Linked DNA regions of Mus musculus: region 2 is linked to region 1. A link is a contact called in public promoter capture Hi-C data. All regions are on one chromosome and are shown on one strand. Each heading gives the region's core, a stretch centred on a gene start, on an enhancer-like site or on the middle of the called end of the contact. The rest is flanking DNA. Distances are from core to core; before and after follow the strand shown. Region 1 holds the start of Ldah (lipid droplet associated hydrolase). Region 2 holds the start of Slc7a15 (solute carrier family 7 (cationic amino acid transporter, y+ system), member 15).

Region 1 (4,838 bases), core at 1,769-4,268:
CCAGACTCTTTCCTTGTACCCCTCCCATACCCATTTCTTGAGAATAGACATTGTTTAGATCTGGAAATCCCCTACTCTCGCCCTTCCCCTTTCCCCACTGAGGGCCTATAAAAACTGGGACCTCTCTTTCCCCTCGAGGTCGACTCCTCTACCCCTGCGTGGGATATGAGTCATCCCCAGAGCTCTGGCTTTCCCTGAATAAAGCCTCATGTGGTTTGCAGCAAGCTCGGTCTATCGTGAGTTCTTGGGTGTATGCTATTGTCCTGAGGCCTGAGCGAGGGACTCCTTTTGGAGTCTTTCAGAGTCAACCAAAGCCTAGAGTGCTACAACCCAAGACAGAGCTGGAGAAGTGGCCTATGCCCTTGGGAAGGGTCCAGGTGATCATGTGTGAATCCCAGAGATTGGAACAAGAAGCTGTAAAGTAGAAGTTGCCTTGCATACCCTGTGATGTTAAGAGATGCCAGAGCCATGGGATACTCGCAAAGGAAAGCAGCTAATAGGAAAAAGAACCAGCCCAAGAGAAAGAAGTGTGTTGCAGTCATCAAAGCTGAAAGGAGTCGGGACATCAGACATGGAGATGCCGGGTTTGGAGTTTGCCCAGATGGTTTTCTGTCTTGCTTTGGTCCAGTATTTCCTCACTATGACATTTTGGAATGGTAATATATATTCTGTGATGTTGGAAGTATGTGATCGGTTTTTGGATTTTGATTTCATAAGGGCTTACAGTTAAGAGGTTGCATAAAACTCAGAAGAGACTTTGAACTTTGGACTTTTAAACATCATTGATTCTGTGATGGCCTTTGTTGACTTTTGAAGTTGGACTAAATGCATTTTGCATTTTGTTACTGCTGCCAGCCTATGGAGGCCAGGGAGTGAAATGCGATGGTTTGAACAGGTTTAGCCCCATGGACTCATGGACTCTGAACCTGTAAGCCAGCCCCAATTAAATGTTTTTCTTTATAAGAGTTGCCTTGGTCATAGTGTGTCTTCACAATAGAACCCTTACCAAGACAAGCTGGCCTACAGACCAGAGATTTAGTCCTTTATCATCATGGTGGAAAGCATGGTGACATGCAGGCAGACATGATAATGGAGAGGTAGCTGAGAGTTCTACATCAAGAGCAACAGGGAGCAGGAAGTGAACTGTGAGCTGACAGGCCTTTTTTAACTTCTCAGATCTCAAAGCCCTCCCTGTAGAAATGAACTTCCTCCAACTAAACCCTACCTACTCTGAAAAGGCCACACTTCCTGATGTTGTCATTCCCTATGAACCTATAGGAGCCATTTTCTTTCAAACTATATTCCACTTCCCAGGCCCCTTATTCAAAGCCATCTTCACCAGATTTCTGTCGTTAATGGTTTCCTTCACTGCCTAAGCTTGGCTGCCTTAGAACTCACTCTGTAGACCTGGCTGACTTTGAATGCAGAAATCTTCCAGCCTCTGCCTCCAGAGAGCATCCTATTCAGCTACTTATATAAGCTACAACAGTCATAGTCTGCCATGTAGCAAAGTGAACATTGTGTGCAAAAATATGACAACTTAGTAAGAACATGTATATTCCAAAAGTAGATGGCCCAGAGAAAACATGAAGAATACAGAAACTGCTGCAAGTAACCTGAGCCTAGCTCTCCTAACTAACTGTGGGAAAGTCAGTTTCTTCGCACCTCATTTTACACTGCAGTTAACAGAAATAATCTCTGGCCAACTATAAAGTCTGAATTGCTTCAGTTATTTCTGGCACAGGTTCAGTGAAATCAGAAACATAAATCACCTAGATGCTACATCGTAGATGCATATCCAAGAATTAAAAGAAATCCTGCACCAATGCATTCTGTCATGTAGTCTATGGATGAAAGAAGGATGGAACAGATACCCAGAAAGACGCCCTTGATATGTCAGTAGTCCTTTAACAGCATTACTGGCAGGAAATTTACACACATAAAACTGACACCACTTGGTACATATCCTATGGTCACCGTAACATAATCATTTACTTTTATGTATTTATATCTCCAAACTCTAGTGATCACTTGTTAATACTGACCACACTGAAATGCTAAGGGTTTAAAAATTAGTTCATGAAAAACTCTTAACACAATGAATATCTTTTTCTATATTCATTAAATGTTACCTATTGGATGTGGAAAGTAGAAGTGATAAAAAAGGGTTATGAAGATATTTATCGGTTTACATTCCACAGCTAGTTGGATGTTGGTTCAGTAGTTATGAGCACTAACTCCTTTTCCACAGGATTTAGGATTGATTCTCAGCACCCACATGGTGACCCATAGGCTTATGTGGTTCAGGTCCCAGGGAACCCAGTGCCCTCTTCCAGCGTCCATAGGCTCCAGGCTACTAATATACAAAAAGATTTTTAAGTTAAAATATAAGTGATGTTGGTACTATCACCGAGGTGCTGGATACAAGCGCAAAGCTTTTCCATGTGTGATAATTACTATGGGTTTTTTTTTTCTTTCTTTCTAAGTTCCATGCTTCTTCTGGCTATAATACTGCCATATTGGCGACAGTATTTTGGGGGACAGAAATACACTGATTGCCTACAATTGTACCAAGTGTTGAGGATACTATCTTGAAGTTTGTAGTAAGCTGGAAATAGCTCTGGAAGGTCGCATTATCCTGAATATGAAACTGAATACTATATGAAGTTGAATACTAGCACTAAGGTCAGCTGAGAGTCAACTTTCCTGTGATCATGAGTCAGGAATGAAAAGCAACTGGTGGTGGAAGAAAGGAAAAGTGGGCAGATGGGGGGGGGGGGGGGAATGAAAGAACCTCCAAAGAGAGGAAAAACTCGTTTACCAAAACGACAAAGAACAGAGAGCGGGTAAAATTCAGGTGGTATGCTAGAAACGCTCTATGTGCTGCTCCCAGCAATCTCGCTGACTATAAACCACCTACCCATCAAGCTGCCACCCAAACTCTCACACGGGAGATCCTTGCAAAGCGTTCTACGGGTCCCGACTTCCGGGACCGGCGCGGCGCGGCGCTGTGACGTCAGTACAGGCGGAACTTCCGGGTCTGGTGAGGCTTTGCCGAGACGTCGGCGGACGACCCCAATACCTTGTGAGTGGGCAGGTGAGGTGATGCTGCCAGTACTGTGTGGTTTGTCTGAGGAAGGGCACGTGGGCTGCGCATGGGGTGGTGCTAGGATAACTGAGCTGCCATCACCCCGCGTGCACAGCCGCTAGGCCGTGCGGTACGCGATGGCACTACACTCGCCCGACCTGTGGCCAGGTCGCCAGAGGCTCCCTGGGTAAGGATAAGCCAATGCGCTGGCAGCCAGCCTTCTAGAAATAAATCCAAGTCTGCGCTGGGGCTCCCCAGGCATCTGTGGTCGACACTGTCCCTCGTGGATTCTCCTGAGAAATCTGCTGACATTAAAATTACCTTTACCCTTGCATATGATGTGTTGTTTCACTGCTTTTAACTTTTTTTTTTATTTTAGTTTTACAAAATGCATGGCTTCTAATAGTATAGTATACATTTCCCCAGCTTGAGAAGCTCAGCTTCTTGAATCTGTAGATTTATGCCCTTCCCAATTTTGAGAAGTTTCCAGATACTCTTTCTTAAAACGTGTGTTTTAGCCCCACATTGCCTTCTCTGAAACTCTAGTTGCATGAATTTTAGGTCATTTGTCATTGTAGTACAAGTCCCGGGGCTACTGCTGAGTTTTTAGACTGTTTCCCACCAATTCAGGTTTGTAAATTTTGTGGATCTATCCACGTTCTCTCATCTCGTTCTTTGTTGATACTACTCTGCTGATAATCCACCCCATAAGTTTTGTTCTTTCAATTATTACTTTTAAATTCCTTGCTCTTGTTTCTTATATAATATTTATGGTAGCTTCTGACCTTTAGTGTGCTCTTACATTTTTCTGGGCTTTGCTGTCTTCTTAGAAGAATATTTTAATCAAGCTCTTTCTTACTTTGGGAAACTATTACATTCCAGGTGCCTTCAACATTTTTCTAAACTACTTTGATGAAGAAGTTGGAATGTTAGTAGGAGAGACTTTTAAGATCATCATGGGCAAAATATCAGGTCACTTTTTCTGAAACGTTGTATTGTATGCCTGTGTCATAAAGGGTCAATATGCTTATCAGTGTGTTGTGAGCTAATGCTATGTGACTAGTGAGGTGAGGTCCTAAGAGGTGAGGCAACTTTGTTCTCAACCTCAGGAGGCAGCCTACATGCACTGCAAGAACCTATTAAAATTGGCCATGTGAAAAGATTAAATATGAATTAAATATAAGATTATGTGTTCAACCTATTTTTGTTTTAGAGCATTCATTGTTAAGCTTATCAATAAAGGTACTTCCAGATGACCCCTGTCCCAGTGAACAAGTCAAAGCCAGCTGTTGAGTTTTTCTTAGCTAACTCTACTTTGGATTGTTCCAAAACTGCCTGTGCTGTACTCTATAAATTTCTAACCCACACAATCTGTGAGAATATAACATATCTTCAGGTATTAAGTTTTATGGTGGTATGTCATGTACCAAGAATAAATGAAATCCCTTGTATTTTCTAGGAACCTTTTATTTATTTTTTTTTAAAGATTTATTTATTTACTATATGTAAGTACACTGTAGCTATCTTCAGACACTCCAGAAGAGGGCATCAGATCTCATTACAGATGGTTGTGAGCCACCATGTGGTTGCTGAGATTTGAACTCAGGACCTTTGGAAGAGCAGTTGGTGCTCTTAACCGCTGAGCCATCTCTCCAGCCCCCGGAACCTTTTATTTTTTTAAACTGTAACAGCTATCAGCGCATGTTCCTTGGAAGATAATTCTAGAATTACTTACTGGTTTCCCAACTCC
Region 2 (5,076 bases), core at 1,434-3,933, 330 kb after region 1:
CATGACAACAGTAGAGCCCTGGGTTGGCTCAAAGACATGTTTCTGGCCACTATAGCACACAAAGAATGAGGTCTTCTGATTTCATTCTGAGGGTCCTGAATTCTTCATTCAAACCGTAAGGAGTCTGCATGGTAAGGGTGATCCTGACTTGGTAAAGTTTCTGTAGTTGCTTTGGTGCAGGAGAGGAGAATAAGAAATAAATATACCCTTTCTCTACCCTTCAGAGCAAGTTAAGGAAAAATTTTAAATACTTTGCATTTTGGCTTTGAAACCCCTATCAAGAAAGTCCCAGCTCTGGCAGAGATCATCAAGCCATGGACCATGTGACCCAATACTGTCAATGAATTTTTATTGAAACACAGCTGTGTTCCTGTATTTATCTACAGAAGTTTTCCTGCTACCACAACAGTATGAGTAGTTGCAACAGGAACTAATGAATAGAGGGCCTGAAATCCCAACTCTTGGATCCTTTCTAGAAAAGCTTTTACTTCCTTCAGTTTGAGGGACCCTACTCCTTCGACCTACTGGGAAAGCCCATGGTCTGGCTTGAGAAAGCGGGCTCTACTGCTGAGACAACCCTAAGCATGTGCTACCCATGTACTTGAGAACTTCCCAAGCCGTCTGCCAAGAGTGTACCAATGAATCCTCAGAGCCTGAGGAGTAACTCGGAGCACTTGTTACAACAGTCCCTTTTCACACACAAAGAATTAGGAGAACAAAATTATATGCAAGAAATTAAAAATCACCAGGCATGGTGATATACTCCTGTAATCTCCCGTAAAGACAGGAGGAGTAGAAGTTTAAGGGCATTCTTAGTCACAGAACACGTTCAAGGCCCACCAGGCCTACAACGAGACTCTTGTCTCAAAGAAAAAATAATAATAAAAATAAGAATTAGTCCCTAGGACTTGTAGGCATGCTCTCCCCCTCTCCCTCTCCCTCTCCCTCTCCCTCTCCCTCTCCCTCTACCTCTCCCTCTCCCTCTTCCCCCTCCCCCTCCCCCTCCCCCTCTCTCCTGCCTGTCTCTCCCTTGTCTGTTTCTGTCTCTGCTTTGTTTGTTTCTATCTCTCACTTGTCTTTGTTTCTCTTTCCTCTGTCTCCATCTGTCCCCCACACCCTGTTCTTGTGCTTCTCTCTCCAAGGTGCCCTTCTCTTCTCAATCGCTCCCTCCCCTCCAGTGAGCCTTTGCCAAATCTCTGAAAGCCAAAGTGCCCCTAAGCCAGCCCATCGGGGACAGCAGGGACAGCAGAAGACTTGCAGTTCCCATTCTGTGAGATTTTGAAATTCCTGCAAGGGAAGAAGAAAACAAACAACATCTCAGAAAATATATTTATGGCAAAGATCAGCATGTTAGTCACTGAAGATCCAAATGCCACAGCTGAGTCCTAGGTAGCCCTGAAGACCGGCTAGCACAATGGTTATCCAGGCTAGCTCACAGGTAAGGTGAGGAGGTATGACTGGTTTGTTCCCCATGCCAAAGTGGCTCCCAGGCTTCAGAAACTATGAAGTATCTACTGCAATGTTCTGGAGGAAACCATCCAGGAGGTGGCCAACAGAATCAATAAGAGTGCTGACAGTATGAGTTCAAAATAATTCCCCTCTTGCAGACTTCAGTATTCCCCTGCAAAAAAGAAAAAGTGGGGTGTTGATAGTTAACCTAAGAGGCAGAAAGATGAAACCACAGGTATGATGCTATAAAGTACTCTGCTTATTAAGAAGCCATAGTTAAAATCCCCTAAACTACTCAAGGCAGATGGGCTGCCATACAAGTCCTACGAGCACAGCAAGAGAACCTTGATTCCCATTAGATTGTTCACGACTCAGTTATTTGAGTAGTTGGAACGTCAATTCCCGAAGCTGCAAATGGTCAGAGGTTCACCCACAGAAAAGCACACTAAACTCACCTTTGGATTCTTGAGCTCCTCTATCACTGTGTTGATATTACTCCAGCCATCAAAGGACCACAGCCCCTGGTAGAAAGCCATGCCAATGCGCCCTGCCTGCTGTGTTGTGTTGTGGAAGGCAAACAGCAGGGATTCTGTGGAAGCATGGCCCTGCATCAGCACCACAGCCCCACCCACTACAATGACTAGCAGCGAGAACACTTTGGCAGTCGTGCACACGTTCATCAGCACAGTGGACATCCGTGAGCTCCAGAAATTGATCAAAAGCAGCAGCAGGATGCAAGAAGAAGCCACAATCTTGACTATGACCTGAGGGAGCGAGGAGCAGCCTGGGTAAAAGGGAGCCAGTACATACTCAGCGAAACTCAGCGAAACCGCAGTGATGCCGGCTGGTCTGCCTACCAGAACGTATACGTAGATGACCAGGAAGGCAGGTAGAGAGCCAAAGGTTCGCAAAATGTAGGCATAATCTCCCCCAGACTCAGGAACCAGGCTGCCCAGTTCAGCATAGCACAGGGCACCCAGCATGGCCAGGAGTCCACAGGTTGCCCAGACAATAAGACTGGCTCCAGGACTGCCTATGTAAACCAAGACCCCTTGTGGTGACATGAAGATGCCAGAACCAATCATACAGCCAGCGGTCATGGACACTGCACTCCACAGACCAATCTCCCTCTTCAGCATCAGCCCCGCTGTCCCACTGCCCTGCTCTTGCCCCGCGGGCTTGTTGCTGCCATCTTTCTCCTCACTTCGCTCCATTTCGAGACTTCAGCAGACACTGCCTCTGGTTGTTGACAGGTACAGGCTCTGGTACCTAATGTTCGTGGGTTTCCCGAAGGCATTAATGATTACAGTGCTGGAGGGAGTCCAAACTGAAGGGCAAAGATCCAGGGCGTGGTTTAGAAGGAGCTGATCAAGCGAGTGGTTCACCTCAAGCCTCAGCACAGACTATCTATTGGAGCCACGGGTCAGTGTAACTCAAGAAAGGTCCGGGAGAGAAGGGGTCAGAATCGCTATGGACATGTTGGGTGTGGCTCAGTGACAGGGTGTTTGTTCGGCATGTGCAAGTTCCATCCCCAGCACAGCAGATCAGAGAGAGGGAAGAAAGGAAGTGGGGAGAGAGCAAGAGGAAGAGAGGAAGGGAAGGAGGGAGAGAGGGAAGGAAGAAATTTCTCTTGTCCAGTCCCACAGCAACATTGTTAAATGACACCTGGGTGAGTGTTCTATGTAGGCATGAGGACAGCCAAGCCTCTTCCTTCCTCGAACATCTTCTCCCCCTCCTCCAACCCCCACTGTTCCCTTCTGCCTCTGGCATCTCCCTTCTCCCTTCACGTCACAGGTAGAGCTTGTACTCTTAGCCACTTCCTTCCTTCTTGCCAAGGAACAAATGCCATCCTATCTCTTCACCAGGCCTTCTGGTTCTTCTTTGAACTAGGCTTTATGCAACTGGCTTTAAGACTGTATTGGAATCCTTGTTTCCTGGTAGACTTCCTAAAGATGTTTCAGACTCCCCCAGGTGGTAAATAAACCTGCCTCCATGCATACTAACTAAAGCATAAATTGACAGAGCACATATTTTTAGGATGAGAGTACTAATTTCAAATCCCAGATCTACAGCCTCAAAGTTGTGTGAGAGATTGAACTTCATCTTACTCGCCCATCAGTTAGTGGAGGCTAGCTTGTAGAGATCCTTGAAAATTAACAATCTGAAATAGTTTGGACAGTGTATGAAGCAAAGTAAGTATTTCATCAATGTGGTCACATCCCTTACTCTCTGGACAACTTTCATTAGTTCCACTGGGGAAAAGAGGGATTGGTGTTAAAACCAGGAAGATAAAATATTCAAAGGATATATGTATTTTCATATGTTTGTGTGTGTATATATGTATATATGTGTGTGTGTGTCTATGTAATTAATATTAAATTATATTTAACAAGATTAAATTTCTCCGATCTATGAATAACATTTATTTCAGGATATTGTGTCTAGCTTTTTATTGATCACCCTTTTCCTTTAAAAACACAGTAATAGAACCTTTGGTAATGCTGTTACAGTAAAGGTAAGAAGAACTTACTGGAATTTCGGGTAAAGATGTTGACTCCATAAGTAGGCATAAAGGTACTTAGAGTTTTCTATCAGGCTTCTCTAGCTCAAGCTAGCCACATGAACAACTTGGATCTCAGGAATGTGTCAGTACCAGGACGGTCTCAGTTAGGGTTTTACTGCTGTGAGCAGATACCATGGCCAAGGCAACTCTTATAAGATCAACATTTAATTGAGGTTGGCTTAGAGGTTCAGTCCATTATCATCAAGGCAGGAGCATGGCAGCATCCAGGCAGACATGGTGCAGGAGAAGCTGAGAGGTTTACATCTTCATCTGAAGGCTTCTAGGAGAAAACTGACTTCCAGGCAGCTAGGATAAGGGTCTTAAAGCCCACACCCACAGTGTCACACCTACTACAACAAGGCCACACCTCTTAATAGTGCCACTCCCTGGGCCGAGTATATACAAACCATCACAAGGACCTTAACTGTCATGGCTCTTGAGTGTCCCTCTTACGTTTCACGTCTGTTGCAAGGATAACCTCCAAGACATAGACATAGTATTTTTTAGAGTGGCTTACAGGTTGTGGTCCAGTTAATCTAATAATGGCTGTCTATCAATGGAAAGTCTAAGAATCAGTAGTTGTTCAGTCCACAATGCTGATGTCTCAGTTGGTCTTTGGTATATACCAAAATCTTGAAGAAGTAAACTCTAATAGTGAAGTGATGGATTTGCCATTGGGAGCAAGAGCAAGCAGGCAATGAACAAGAACATCCCTCTTCCACGCCCCTTATATAGGCTGCCAGCAGAAGGAGTGGCCCAGATTTAAGGTGGTTTTCCCACCTCAAAAGATCCAGATTTAGAGTTGGTCCAGTTGCATGAGTTTTGATTAACTCCAAATGTATTCAAGTTGACATCATCAAGACTAGCCACCATGAGCCCCAAGCTGTGAGCACTAATAGTAGAAAGCTACCACCCTGTGTTGGTACCCATAGGAAAGAGAACTTGAAGCTGACCTCTGTATGGAGCAGTGACTTCAATGACCATTGAACTTGTGGGGGATTGTTTTTTTTATAATAACCTGTATATACTATATAAGTTTCACTGGGTCATTTCTTTTTGAATAG

What was found. Capture Hi-C pulls out chosen DNA fragments and counts their contacts.
Region 2: a promoter capture Hi-C map of liver shows a contact between it and region 1. The contact joins the promoter of Slc7a15 here to the promoter of Ldah in region 1. A contact is called at or near these places in 1 of 39 promoter capture datasets (neutrophils), 2 of 115 datasets of contacts at active chromatin or transcription factors (effector CD8 T cells and pancreatic cancer cells) and 3 of 9 other capture datasets (adipose tissue, liver and pancreatic islet).

Annotation. Positions count from the first base shown.
Region 1 is chr12:8,205,108-8,209,945 of GRCm38.p6, forward strand. Ldah (lipid droplet associated hydrolase) reads left to right here and starts at 3,019. Exons shown (of 7, transcript NM_001364261.1): 1 at 3,019-3,097. Gm33037 (a long non-coding RNA gene) reads right to left here and starts at 3,026. Exons shown (of 4, transcript XR_381233.4): 1 at 2,921-3,026.
Region 2 is chr12:8,536,883-8,541,958 of GRCm38.p6, forward strand. It overlaps Slc7a15 (solute carrier family 7 (cationic amino acid transporter, y+ system), member 15), which reads right to left and starts at 2,684. Exons shown (of 6, transcript NM_001038660.2): 1 at 1,905-2,684. The coding sequence starts at 2,663. All of the region lies in intron 2 of 5033421B08Rik (a long non-coding RNA gene), which reads left to right.